3 separate regions of the Sus scrofa genome follow, and all the other regions are linked to region 1. The links are chromatin contacts, called in public Hi-C and targeted proximity ligation maps. All regions are on one chromosome and are shown on one strand. The core of a region is the stretch at or near the end of the contact, and the rest is flanking DNA. Distances in the headings are between cores, read along the strand shown.

Region 1 (3,761 bases), core at 379-2,878:
ATTCATTAATTATGAATTACTAAATTACACTGACAATAAGCTAAAAGAAGAAAATATTTTCGTACCAGTTAATTGTGAGATATAGGCATAAGCCAAAACAATATTAGAGAAGCATTCATGGACTGATCTCGATCTAGAATTAATCAGGTGTCAATGTTATTGGAGTAAAAGGAATATATTCTGGCTGGAACTGAATGAACTAGCAAAAGTTGAAGATTTTCTGTGCCAATGGGTAGTAAGATCAAGTCTGAGAAAATAAACTAAAAATAAACTTCAACCAATTAACTTCCATTAAACACTAATGAGCAGCTACACTGTGCCAGACTTCTAGACATTTGGAAGAGAGATAAGAGCATGACAAAGTCCTTGCTCTTATGAAGCAGGGAAGAAAACCAACCAGTTGATAAAGCAATTCACATGGATGGTAAGACTGAAAGGAAATAATGCAAGACAATGGGGAAGAGAAGCGCTGGGGAACACAGGGTGTACCACGTCAGATTACGAAAAACTTCACTTTAGATCAGGAGTTGGCAAACTTCTATAAAGGGCCAGGTAGCAAATATCTTAGGTTCTGAGGGCCACAAGGTCTCTCTCATAATTATCACTGCCATTGTAGCATGAAAGCAGCCACAGATGACACATAAATGAAGCAGCATGGATGTGCTCCAATTACACTTTGTTTATAAAACAGGCAGTAGGCTGGATTTGATCCATGGGGGCTAGTTTACTAACCCCTGCTCTAGATAATCTCCAATTTCTATCCTATAAGAAATGCTAACCCTGAGTAAAACTTTTTAATAGTCTTCTTTTAAAAGAGACATATAGATTAGCGTTCTGGTAATACAAAAATTATATATATTACTGAATAACAGAGAACTGGTTATATTATACAAATAACCTAAATGTTTTCAGCTAGGAGGAATCTTATCTAATGTTCTAGATATCTGTACTTACTAAAGAGGCCAAAATCATGGGTTCACTCTGTCCTGACTCTGTATTATGTGGCAGACACTCTACTGGATGGCTTGCACACACAGTACCACTAAAATGGTGCAATTCAATGTGTGATCCGAGGACTGATGCCAGTATGAGACAATTCTGCTACCAGAAAACGGTGAAGCAACTACAGGAATGAGAGTTTAGAAACACTTAGAGTAATTTGACTTTGACACAGAAGATTGGAAATTTTGAAATAAATAAGTATGTGTTTATTGTGTATACATATATATACACATATATACTTTTATATATGTGTATATATATTACACACACACACACACACACACATATATATAAAAGAACAAAACCTAGTCCTTCACCACACATAATTTGAGAAATACCGCTCTAAACACTACCCTGAGGCAAGAAAAGACTATTCCTATTTGACAAAAATGAAGGTAAAGTAAAGACGGTTCACAACACTCTCTAGCTAGTATACAGAACTCAGATTTTTGTCTTCTGATTCCAAGTGTAAATATTGTTTCAAAGTCATCAAAAATGCCAGTTAGCTCTTCTCTGTTCATGAGTCACAGATGAAAGCTTTGACTACAGGATCTTTGTAACACATACCGTAGAGCAGGAACTGTAGTGAATGTGAATCAGTACAATTCCAGTACCTCTGCTGGCAAAAGCAGCCCACTGCGTCTGCAGCTCCGTTAGTACCATCATTTTGGTATGTGAAGACAGCAATCCAAGCTCTTTCCACCCTTGTCAGGAAATAGGATTTGGCAGCATAATACGGTGAAAAAAGCTGTGACTAGCAGGCTATTTGGATTCTACCAATTTTGCAACCAATTCTGAGCGTCTGAAAATGACTCAATATCTCTGGGCCTCAACTTCATCTATAAAACAGGCTTCAATAAGATGATCTCCAGGGTCTCTTTCACATCTATGACAGCATCAATAATCTGATGGCATCAATACTGCATATTCAAAGGACACCTCGAGGGAGACATGGGATGGGTAAGAATAAATGCTCCATACAAGTCTGTTGAATTGCTGTATATGGACCGGAACAGGATCTCAGTGGACAAACAGGTAAGAGATGGAACCTGGAGGGGCTCCATAAGGGCATAAGTGGGCTGCAGCATGAACTATAGCATGTACACAGGAATAGCCATGTGGTATTTGGGGAAAGAGCATGGCATACATAAAGTATCCTTTCTTATCTCTAGCTAGCTGCCCACAGAAGAAGTTCACCTTCACACAAAATCAAAAAGAGAACAATATGACAACCCCACATTGTGACCCCGAGGAAACGCCAAAGGCCTTTACCCAGCAAGCAGAGCGTGTGCATGCCGTTTAGTCTGTTCTTCTTCACTTTGTCAAAGAAGCTTTCTGGTCTCCAAGTGTCTGTCCAAAAAACAATAGACACAGTCTCTCCAAATTTATACAACTAGAAAAAATAAAAACATAAGTTAATGACTTAACGATTCGCTAACTACTATTTCACAGATAACAACCAAAATAAAAAGTGAGAATGAAACTTGAGGTGGACTGGGGACCAAATCTATCACAAAAAAGGGTGCAAAAAGTTCTCTTTGATCCACAGCAACTGGAGTCATTCTGATGTCTTCAGCAGAAGGAGTCTAGTATTTCTGCATTCAGTATAAGAACACATGTATCTAGTTTATGATTTAGCTAGGTAGCTGCTAAAAATACCAAAATACAAAGAATGCACAAAGAAGCCAAAAAAAAAAAAAAAAAAAAAAAAAGACTTTTGGGCAATCATAGCAGGTTTCACAAGGTTAATATTATCCTCACTTTATAGATGAAAAACCAAGGCTCAGAAAGATCAACTGAGTTGCCCAAGTCACACGGCTAATTAGAAGTGAGAAAGAAACTCCATCTTGGTCTCAGGAAGCGGCCCCGTCCACCACACGTCTCAGTAAAATTCACATACTGTCTACCCACTGCAGCCATGTCTCAAAACCTACCCCCTCACTGTACCCACTATCTGTTCCCTCACCATGGAGTCCAAGCAGAAGGGCCTCTGTCCCCCAAGTGGCTCAGCCAGGCTGCTTGACTGCTGCACCATCAAGATGCTTGCCTGGTTCCAGGCTGGCTGCCCAATTCACTTAGATAAGTCCAACTCCAAATCTCAGGCTAAGAAAAATCTACTTTTGAATTTTGGTTCTGCAACATGTTAGCTGTGTGCCATTACTCTTAAAAAAAATTTTTTTTATTAAAGAATAGCTGATTTACAATGTTGTGTCAATTTTTGCTATATGGCAAAGTGACCCAGTCATACATATACATACATTCTTTTTCTCATACTATCTTCTATAATGTTCCATCACAGGGATAACATATTGCCCTTCCTACCCACAGGGTTGTGTGACTCAAATAACATGTAAAAAGTTATTTAAACTGTGAATGATATGTTAATATTAGTTCTTACCTAGGCACTGAACAAAGCATTTTAGTTTCAAAGATTTAATATATGGTAAAACATAACTCTAAGGTTGCTATGTAAAGATTTAATTGTTCAATTTAAAGAGTGCCTGAAAGAATTTTTAATAGTGCTGGAAAGCACTAGATGCTGGAAATCACATCCTGAGTTCTGCTACAAATTAACTGTGTGATTGAAACAGCTGCGTGACTTCAGGAAATCATCTGACTTTGCTAAAGCCTAAAGTTCTTAATTTTAAAAATAAAGAAACTGGCCTAGAGAAGGGATTATCATTGTCAAGCTTCTCAGTGTCCCGAAGCTGCTGTAAGAGGCATATAGGAAGGAAACAGAGAAGCGGGGGCATTTGGGG
Region 2 (3,690 bases), core at 223-2,722, 190 kb after region 1:
GAAGCACGATGAATATGAATTTCAGGGAATAACATTGCAGAGAAACGAAATGTCTTTCAAACAATCATAATGCATATGCAAATCACATTAAAACTAAATCGCCACTATATTTGATGTTGCTATCCACTGAGTGCTGTTGATACAAAACATTTCTCCACTCAGTTTAAGTGAATGGGGGCAGGGAACAGGCTTTCTCTATTAGATGTGTCTTTGTGCTCGTTTGAAATGTTTTGAGTACTTTGACCTTTACAAAAAAGGAAAAGCTGCCAGTAAATGCCTTTGTGTTCCTACTAATTTTGATCCTGCTAATTTCTGCCTTGTACAAAGAAATAAGAGATTTAAAAAAAAAAAGCTTGTTATGACCCACTAAATTGATTTGATGCCTCATTAAAGGGTAGCAAACTGCATCTTGAAAAATAATTAGGCAATTTTATATTCATCCATGTAAGAATTGATGAGAAGTATAAATAAAATTAGAGGCAGTGAAAATGACAGAATTAGATGCAATAAATATTTGGGAAGTGGAATCAACACCTCCTTAGGATTATTTGAGGGGAACAGAGTGCGAGAAGTTTGCCAGGTTGGATAACCTCATTCATTGGATAGGGAGCACTGGCGGAAGAGCTGCTTTGATGGGGAATAAATTCTGCTTTGGAAATACTGAGTGTGTAATGCCCAGAGGCATCTAGACAGAGCTGTCTGGTAAGGAGTTAGCATGTGAGTTGGAGATAAGGAGAGGCATCTGGGCTGGAGGTATTGATTCATTAGCATACAGGTGCAATGGACTTGACTACCTAGGGGGCCAGTGGGGAAGGTGGGCCAAGAGTGTAACTCAAAGGATTACCTGAAGGAAAGGCGGAGGGAGAGGAGGGGGAGAGGAGATGGAGAGACCCCAGAGAGGTAGAAAGTAAAAGACAAGGGCCTTTGACTAATACCTTTTAGTTACTGTGCATTGCCAATCACATCAAGGCACAAAAGAGTGTGGCTGGAAGATGACTGGCTGCATGGTTTGCTGAAGGGTTCTGGAGCAAGAGCAAGAAGTAGTCCCAAGATAACCTTCACCCCTTCACCTCAGGTGATAGGTCTCTTCCTCTATGAAACAAGCGTGTTGGGCTAGATGATATGTGTGGTGTTTAATTCGGAAGATACGAAAACCCGTTCCTTCATCCAACAAGTATTTATTGAGTTTTGAAGATGCTCAGATACTGCTTTAGTCACAGGGACATAACAATGAAGCAGAAAGATTATAAAAGCCAACATTATAGTGAGGGAAACAGACCATAAACAGGTAAATTATTTAAATTACAGTGTATTTTCAGATACTGAGAAGGACTAAGAGGAAAAATAAAATGGGCAAGGGAAAGATAGAAATATTGGGCCAGACTTCTCTAAGTAGCTGATAGAGCTGAACAAAGTGTGGATGCCTGAAAGCAAAGGGCTTGCGGAATAGCATCCCTGGAAAGGAGGACAGCAAGTGCAAAGGTCTTGGAATGACTTGGCACGTCTAAGAACCAGTAGGAAGGGGCAGTTTAAGTGAAGCCAGTGCTGGGAGCGTAGATGCAAAACCAGACCAGCTTGGGCCTTTGTTGGTCATGGTTAAGAATTTTGGATTTCTTTTGTAATTTGGAAAGCTAGTGCAAGGTTTTGCACAGGTGAATGGCTTGATCTGATTTATGTTTTAAAAAATTCTGTTTTAAGGTAGAGGTAATATAGTATAATGTTAATTCTGCTGGGATCAGTCTCTCAGCCTTTTCGCATGTTCTTAGTCGAAGGCAATTCCCATTTGGGAAATCGAGTGGGATGTTTTACTCATAAAGCAGCCAAACATTCAAGTCAGCCAAGGGATCCCTTTTATCAGCAGTCTGTCACTGAGCAAATGTTTTTAATAAAGAAGCTCCCAGAAATCTCATCACCTTGGATCCTCAGGTTGGAGCAGCCTGTGCTGTAACCCTCAACTTCCTAGAGTTCTTTTGAGGTCAGCTTGTCCCAGCTAGAGGATCATAGCTGGCTTTGGCATGGCCACCCTGGGGCCTCGGTCTCCACCGCTGCCTGTCAGTCACTGAACTTTGACTGAGTAATCCACAGGTTGCACAATCCCAGACTTGCTCAATACAAAATACTGCATCATCTGACTTTAGTATTTGCCTTTCACTTTATCAGATGATCCAATCAATCCCTTTAGCTGGCCTCAAACTTACGATTCACCCTTCTGGTCCTGCCTCTTCCTCCTGAAGCTGAGCCAGATGTCTACTGAGACAGTAGACATGGCTAGAAATGTTGTCTATCTTGATTGGGAGAGTGGGTACATAGACACAGGTATATATGTTTTTCAATACTCATCAGAATATACACTTAGATACATCAATTTTAGAACACTTGAATTTGGCAGTTCCTGTTGTGGCACAGTGGAAATGAATCCAACTAGTATCCATGAGGATAGGGGTTTTATCCCTGGCCTCGCTCAGTGCATCAGGATTCTGGTGTTGCTGTGAGCTGTGGTGTGGCACAGACACAGCTTGGATCCAGCATTGCTGGGGCTATGGTATAGGCTGGTGGCTGTAGCTCCGATTTGACCCCTAGCCTGGGAACTTCCATATGCCACGGGTGTGGCCTTAAAAAGCAAACAGAACAAAGCAACTTGAATTTGGAAAATAATATTATGCTAGATGCTCTTCAAATTGAAAAAAATTTGCCCTCAAGAAACTTACAACCTTGAGTTCCCTTGTGGTTAAGGATCTGACTTTGTCACTGAAATGGTGTTTGGGTCACTGCTGTGGTGGGGGTTTGATCCCTGGGGTCAGAAAGTTCCACATGCCACAGATGCAGCCAAAAAAGGAAAAGGAAGAAAAATACAAAACTTATAATATAAAGAAAGTATAATAGCAAACAAATTAGCAGATAACATCCAAGTGCCAAGTGAGTCGTCCCAAAATAAATGGCATAGGAATTGTATTGTAAAAAACAAACAAACGAACACGCAAACAAACAAAAACTGCACAGAGAAGAGTACTTGATTTAAGCCTTAGTCATTTAACAGACCAAAGGAACAGAGAAGAGAAGGTTTATTCTATGCAAGGGAAATAGTATCAGCAAAAGTGCAGGTGTGGGTGTGAAAAGAAATTGGGAAGACAGTGAGTAGACCAGCCTGGATTTATTCTGAGAAACAGTGAAAAATAATATTGAGAGGGACCCGATTTATGGGGGCTCTTCACTGCCAAGAGAAGAAGTTTAGAAAGTATTATACAGGCAGCAAAGAGCTATGGAAAGTGATGGAGTAGGAAAAGGATGTAATCTGTGCTTTTTAAAGGAAATCTGCCCTGCCCCCAACATTCCACTGCAGTCATTGGTTTATGTGACTCACAGATTGAGGCATACAGGGCTTTCAATATATTCTTCCTAACAAGGTCTTATGGGACACGGGTCAAAGAAAAATGTCCCAGCTCTGGGTAATCAGATTTTCATGTAGCCATGGCCCTGTTTTCATTCCAGACCTTTTTCTATCTTTATTCTGAGTCTATTCCAGCTATATCTTCATATTTTCTTCTTGACTTGACTTTTCCATCCATCCTGAAAATGTGTGGGTGAGCTCCCACTGTGGCTCTGCGGTAACAAATCCCACTAGTATCCATGAGGATGCAGATTCGATCCCTGACTTTGCTTAGTGGGTTAAGGATCTGGCATTGCCATGAG
Region 3 (4,160 bases), core at 700-3,199, 250 kb after region 1:
TCCTGCAATAAATTCAAACCTTCCCTCTGGGCCCAGGCTTACCGCAGGCAGACGAGTGCAAAGATTTTTTCTCAGGGAAGACAAAGAGAGAAACGCACTTAAAAAAGGTAAAAATGTACCCCTGTCACTGAACCATGGCTGTCACCTTTAAAGAACGCTGTCCATTAGCTTTGTGGTTCAGGGGCCTGGCCTGTTACCCAGATGCCCTTGGGAAGGGGGCTCACTGTCTATCAATTCAGCGTCGGTGGCAGACTACACACTTTTAAGTCACCCTTCTCCTCCTCTGCCTCTTCTCTTCCTCACCCTCCTCTTGCTGCTGGCTTTTTCTAGTTGCTTCCCACACTGGACTCGCACCCAGGAATGTGCGTGCACACGCACGCATGCACACATGCGCACAGAAACGCACACCCTTTCTCTAGTCCGTTTATGCACACCTAGAGCCCATCACTCCAGCTTTTCTTCCAGATATTGCTCTTTTGTCCTTCTACGTCTGTGAACCTTGATCCGTCAACGTACTGCTAATCGCAGCTGTAATCTGAGTACCCTTCCTTAACCTGGTAGAGATGAGAAAGGGCTTTTTATTTGGCTCTCTCATTTAACCCTAAGGAGCCTCAGGGTGCGCCCACAGAAAGAAAGTGAGGTTCAGAGCAGTTAAAACACCTTTGTTTGAGACCACAGAACCCCCCCTTTCCCTTGTTCTCCATTTTATCCCAAACTACCTTCAAGGCCGATTTCAAATCATCTCTGCATTTTTATTTATTTATTTATTTTTGTCTTTTTGCTATTTCTTTGGGCCGCTCCCGCGGCATGTGGAGGTTCCCAGGCTAGGGGTCGAATCGGAGCTGCAGCCACCGGCCTACGCCAGAGCCACAGCAACGCAGGATCCGAGCCACATCTGCAACCCACACCACAGCTTACAGCAACGCTGGATCCTCAGCCCACTGAGCGAGGCCAGGGATCGAACCCGCAACCTCATGGTTCCTAGTCGGATTCGTTAACCACTGCGCCACAACGGGAACTCCCATCTCTGCATTTTTAAAGCCTTGCCCATCTTGGCAGATTTGCTTTCTCGGTGTTCTCATAGAGATGTGTTCACATCTCATTTATAGCATGTATCGCATCGTTTACCATCCACCTTTATTTTCTTCCCTTTCTTTATATTTTCCCTCTTACTCTCTTGATTTGTTTCTTATGTCCTCACCCACATGCTCTGCCCTATTAAGTTACTGAAAATAAAATACACTGGAATCCTAAGATCTAAAATCCTGGCCATCAAGGAAGGGGTCTTTGAAGTTTGCTTTCAGCTCTGTGGATGGTCAACTCACTCGCCAATTGCAGTTGTGCTACTGTAGCATTTAAACCTGGTGTGTGGAGCCCTGCCAATGTAATTTTTATTCTGCTAAAATAATGGATGGCTCAATTTAAAAAAAGAAAGAAAGAAAGAAAAAATTAAAAAAAGAAAAAAAACTTGATTGGGCATCGACTCTAGGGAGAAAAAAGGAGTGAGTGTGTGTGTTCGTGTGTCTTTGGGAAGGAGAAGGAGAATGAATTCTATTGAAAGATGTACAGTTATTTGCCATGAGTTACTTTTCAGCATCCTCTTGACTTTAGCATCTGATCGAAAGGATGATTCAGCATGGTTGACGGATATTTTAAGGATTAGGGAAGTGGGAGGCTTTAGGGAAGGAGAGCTTTCAAAAGACTGTAAAAACTAAAACGAAAGCATGTTTATTCTCTTTCCTCTCCTGCTGCCATTCCCTTTTCCCCTCCAGCTTCCTTGATTGGCTTGTCCTTAAGGGAAATGGGGAGAATTCCAACTGAGATCCCCTTCTCAGGACAAAGAAAGAACAGCACAGGTTCCTCTTCCAGAGGAAGGGGGCTAGGGGCGTAATTCCTTTATGGCTTGGAGGAGGGCAAGGCTAGTTCCTCAAGTTTCTCTGTTATTTCGAGATGCATCCTTCTTTGTCCTCAAGCTGCTGTGACCTTTCAGGAAACCACACTCCTAGTGATAGCAGAGGCACTTGGAAGAAATAACTGTGCTTGTGGATGGGCATAAGAAGTTCCCAAAGACCAGCTTCAATGGGTAGCATTTATTAATTGCTATATTTTAAGAAATGACTTGTAGGCGTTCTCTCATGGCTCAGCAGATTAAGGATCCTGCATTGTCACTGCTGTGGCTCTGGTCACTGCTGTGACACATGTTCAACCCCTGGACCGGGAAGTTCTGCATGCTCAGGTGTGGCCAAAAAAAAAAAAAAAAAAAAAAAAAGAGAGAGAGAGAGAGAGAGAAATGATTTGTATAAACAGGAGTATTGTTGAATCCCCTAATATCTGTACCTGAGTTTGTTATATTTGTGTACATGGCATTTAATCCAAGGGTCCCCAGCACAACAACATATACAGATGACTCTTAAGCATTTAGGGTCACCCCAGTGTCCAGCTTGAGGTGACAGGTGGTGGTGCCTACATCTGCCCATTGTAGCTCAGTGGGTTAAGAACACGACTAGGATCCATGAGGATGTGGGTTCCATCCCTGGCCCCATGCAGTGGGTGAAGGATCTGGCATTGCCGCAAGCTGTGGGTAGGTCATGGATGCGGCTCGGATCCCACGTTGCTGTGGCTGTGGGGTAGGCCAGCCACTGTAGCTCCGATGCAACCTCTAGCCTGGGAACTTCCATATGTCGCAGGAATGGCCCTTAAAAAAAAAAAAAAAGGAATTATAGCTGAGGTACAATATTATATAAGTTACAGGTGTAACTGTAATTGTACAGTAAGTCACAATTTTTAAAGGTTATACCTTTAAGACCTGGCTAAGAATTGAGCCGAGAAGCAGAATGTCCAGGGGGGATCTGCTTCTGGCATCTTGGCCGTACCCTTTACTTCCTTTGGGAGCAGTGCCATGTCATCCTGCCAGACTGCCGGTGGGGGTGGGGGGACGTTGAGGGGAAAGGCAGTAAATATGCTGATCTTCACAGGGAAGTGGTCACCAGTCCACTTGGAAGAGGCTGTGCCTTCTGAGTCATGTTTCTGGTTGTGGCCGCGGCCCCGCTTTACCATTAAGCCCCCTTTGCTAGTCCCAGTTCCATCCTCAGCCAGAAAACGGGCTTCGGGGTTGAAATTGAAGAAAACTAACGGCTGATAGGGCTGATCAGATCTGGATAACCCCGGGGGAATCAGTCATCAAAAACAAACAGGGATCTTATCAGACAAAAGGGAGGAAATGAACAGCGTCAAGTTAGCCTTGCAGGGTGTTTTTTTGTGCTTTTATTTATTTTTTCCTTTGAATTAAATTAGGGTCTTTTTGGAGGTCCCATCGTGGCGCAGTGGAAACAAATCCGACTAGGAACCATGAGGTTGTGGGTTCGATCCCTGGCCTTGCTCAGTGGGTTAGGGATCCGGTGTTGCTCTGAGCTGTGATATAGGTCACAGACGCGGCTCGGATCCTGAGTTGCTGTGGCTCTGGCGTAGGTCGGCAGCAACAGCTCTGGTTTGACCCCTAACCTGAGAATCTTCATATGCCACTGGTGCGGCCCTAGAAAAGTAAAAAAAAAAAAAAAAAAAATCTTTTTTTGGTGCTTTTTTAATTTTTAAAATGATTTTTATTTTTTCCTTTATAGCTGGTTTACAGTGTTCTGCCAATGTTCTACTGTACAGCAAAGTGACCCGGTCACACATACATGTATACATTCTTTTTTCTCACATTATCATGTCCCGTCATAAGTGACTAGATATAGTTCCCAGAGCAACACAGCAGGATCTCATTGCTTATCCATTCCAAAGGCAATAGTTTGCATCTCTAAACCCCCGATTCCCAGTCCATCCCATTCCCTCACTCAAATTAGGGTCTTATTCACGGGGTTGAAGGGGCAAAAAATGGCTTCCTAAAAGAAAAGTTGAGACTTATAAAAAGGTTATCCTTTTCCTAGAAGTCAAATAAGCATAATCCGTTCAGGAAAATACTCCTTGGAAATAGGACAAAAAACGCATAATATTAGGAAGATCAACCAACAGGGTGGTCAGAGAGCCTCCTGGGCGAATCAGGAAATGTGATCCTAGTGGCTCTCTGACCCTTTCTTTTCTGGCAGGGGTCATGAACACGCTCTCTCTTTAAAATGTCACCCTCGGGGATGTGCTGCTGGCCTTGACAGTTGTAATCTCCA

The links. Hi-C and Micro-C count contacts between places; a contact is called where the count stands out from the background.
Region 2: a Hi-C map of liver shows a contact between it and region 1, with 3 times the contacts expected there. A contact is called at or near these places in 1 of 47 Hi-C or Micro-C datasets (liver) and 1 of 2 datasets of targeted methods (skeletal muscle).
Region 3: a targeted proximity ligation map of alveolar macrophages shows a contact between it and region 1. A contact is called at or near these places in 2 of 2 datasets of targeted methods (alveolar macrophages and skeletal muscle).

What each region holds. Positions count from the first base shown.
Region 1 is chr4:117,293,033-117,296,793 of Sscrofa11.1, reverse strand. It overlaps DPH5 (diphthamide biosynthesis 5), which reads right to left. Exons shown (of 8, transcript NM_001243679.1): 5 at 2,275-2,395. Among named protein-coding and RNA genes, the nearest start is that of DPH5, 26 kb to the right of the region's middle.
Region 2 is chr4:117,106,428-117,110,117 of Sscrofa11.1, reverse strand. The region is part of intron 6 of LOC106508363 (a long non-coding RNA gene); the gene reads left to right. Among named protein-coding and RNA genes, the nearest start is that of S1PR1, 39 kb to the right of the region's middle.
Region 3 is chr4:117,044,885-117,049,044 of Sscrofa11.1, reverse strand. No RefSeq gene overlaps it. Among named protein-coding and RNA genes, the nearest start is that of S1PR1, 23 kb to the left of the region's middle.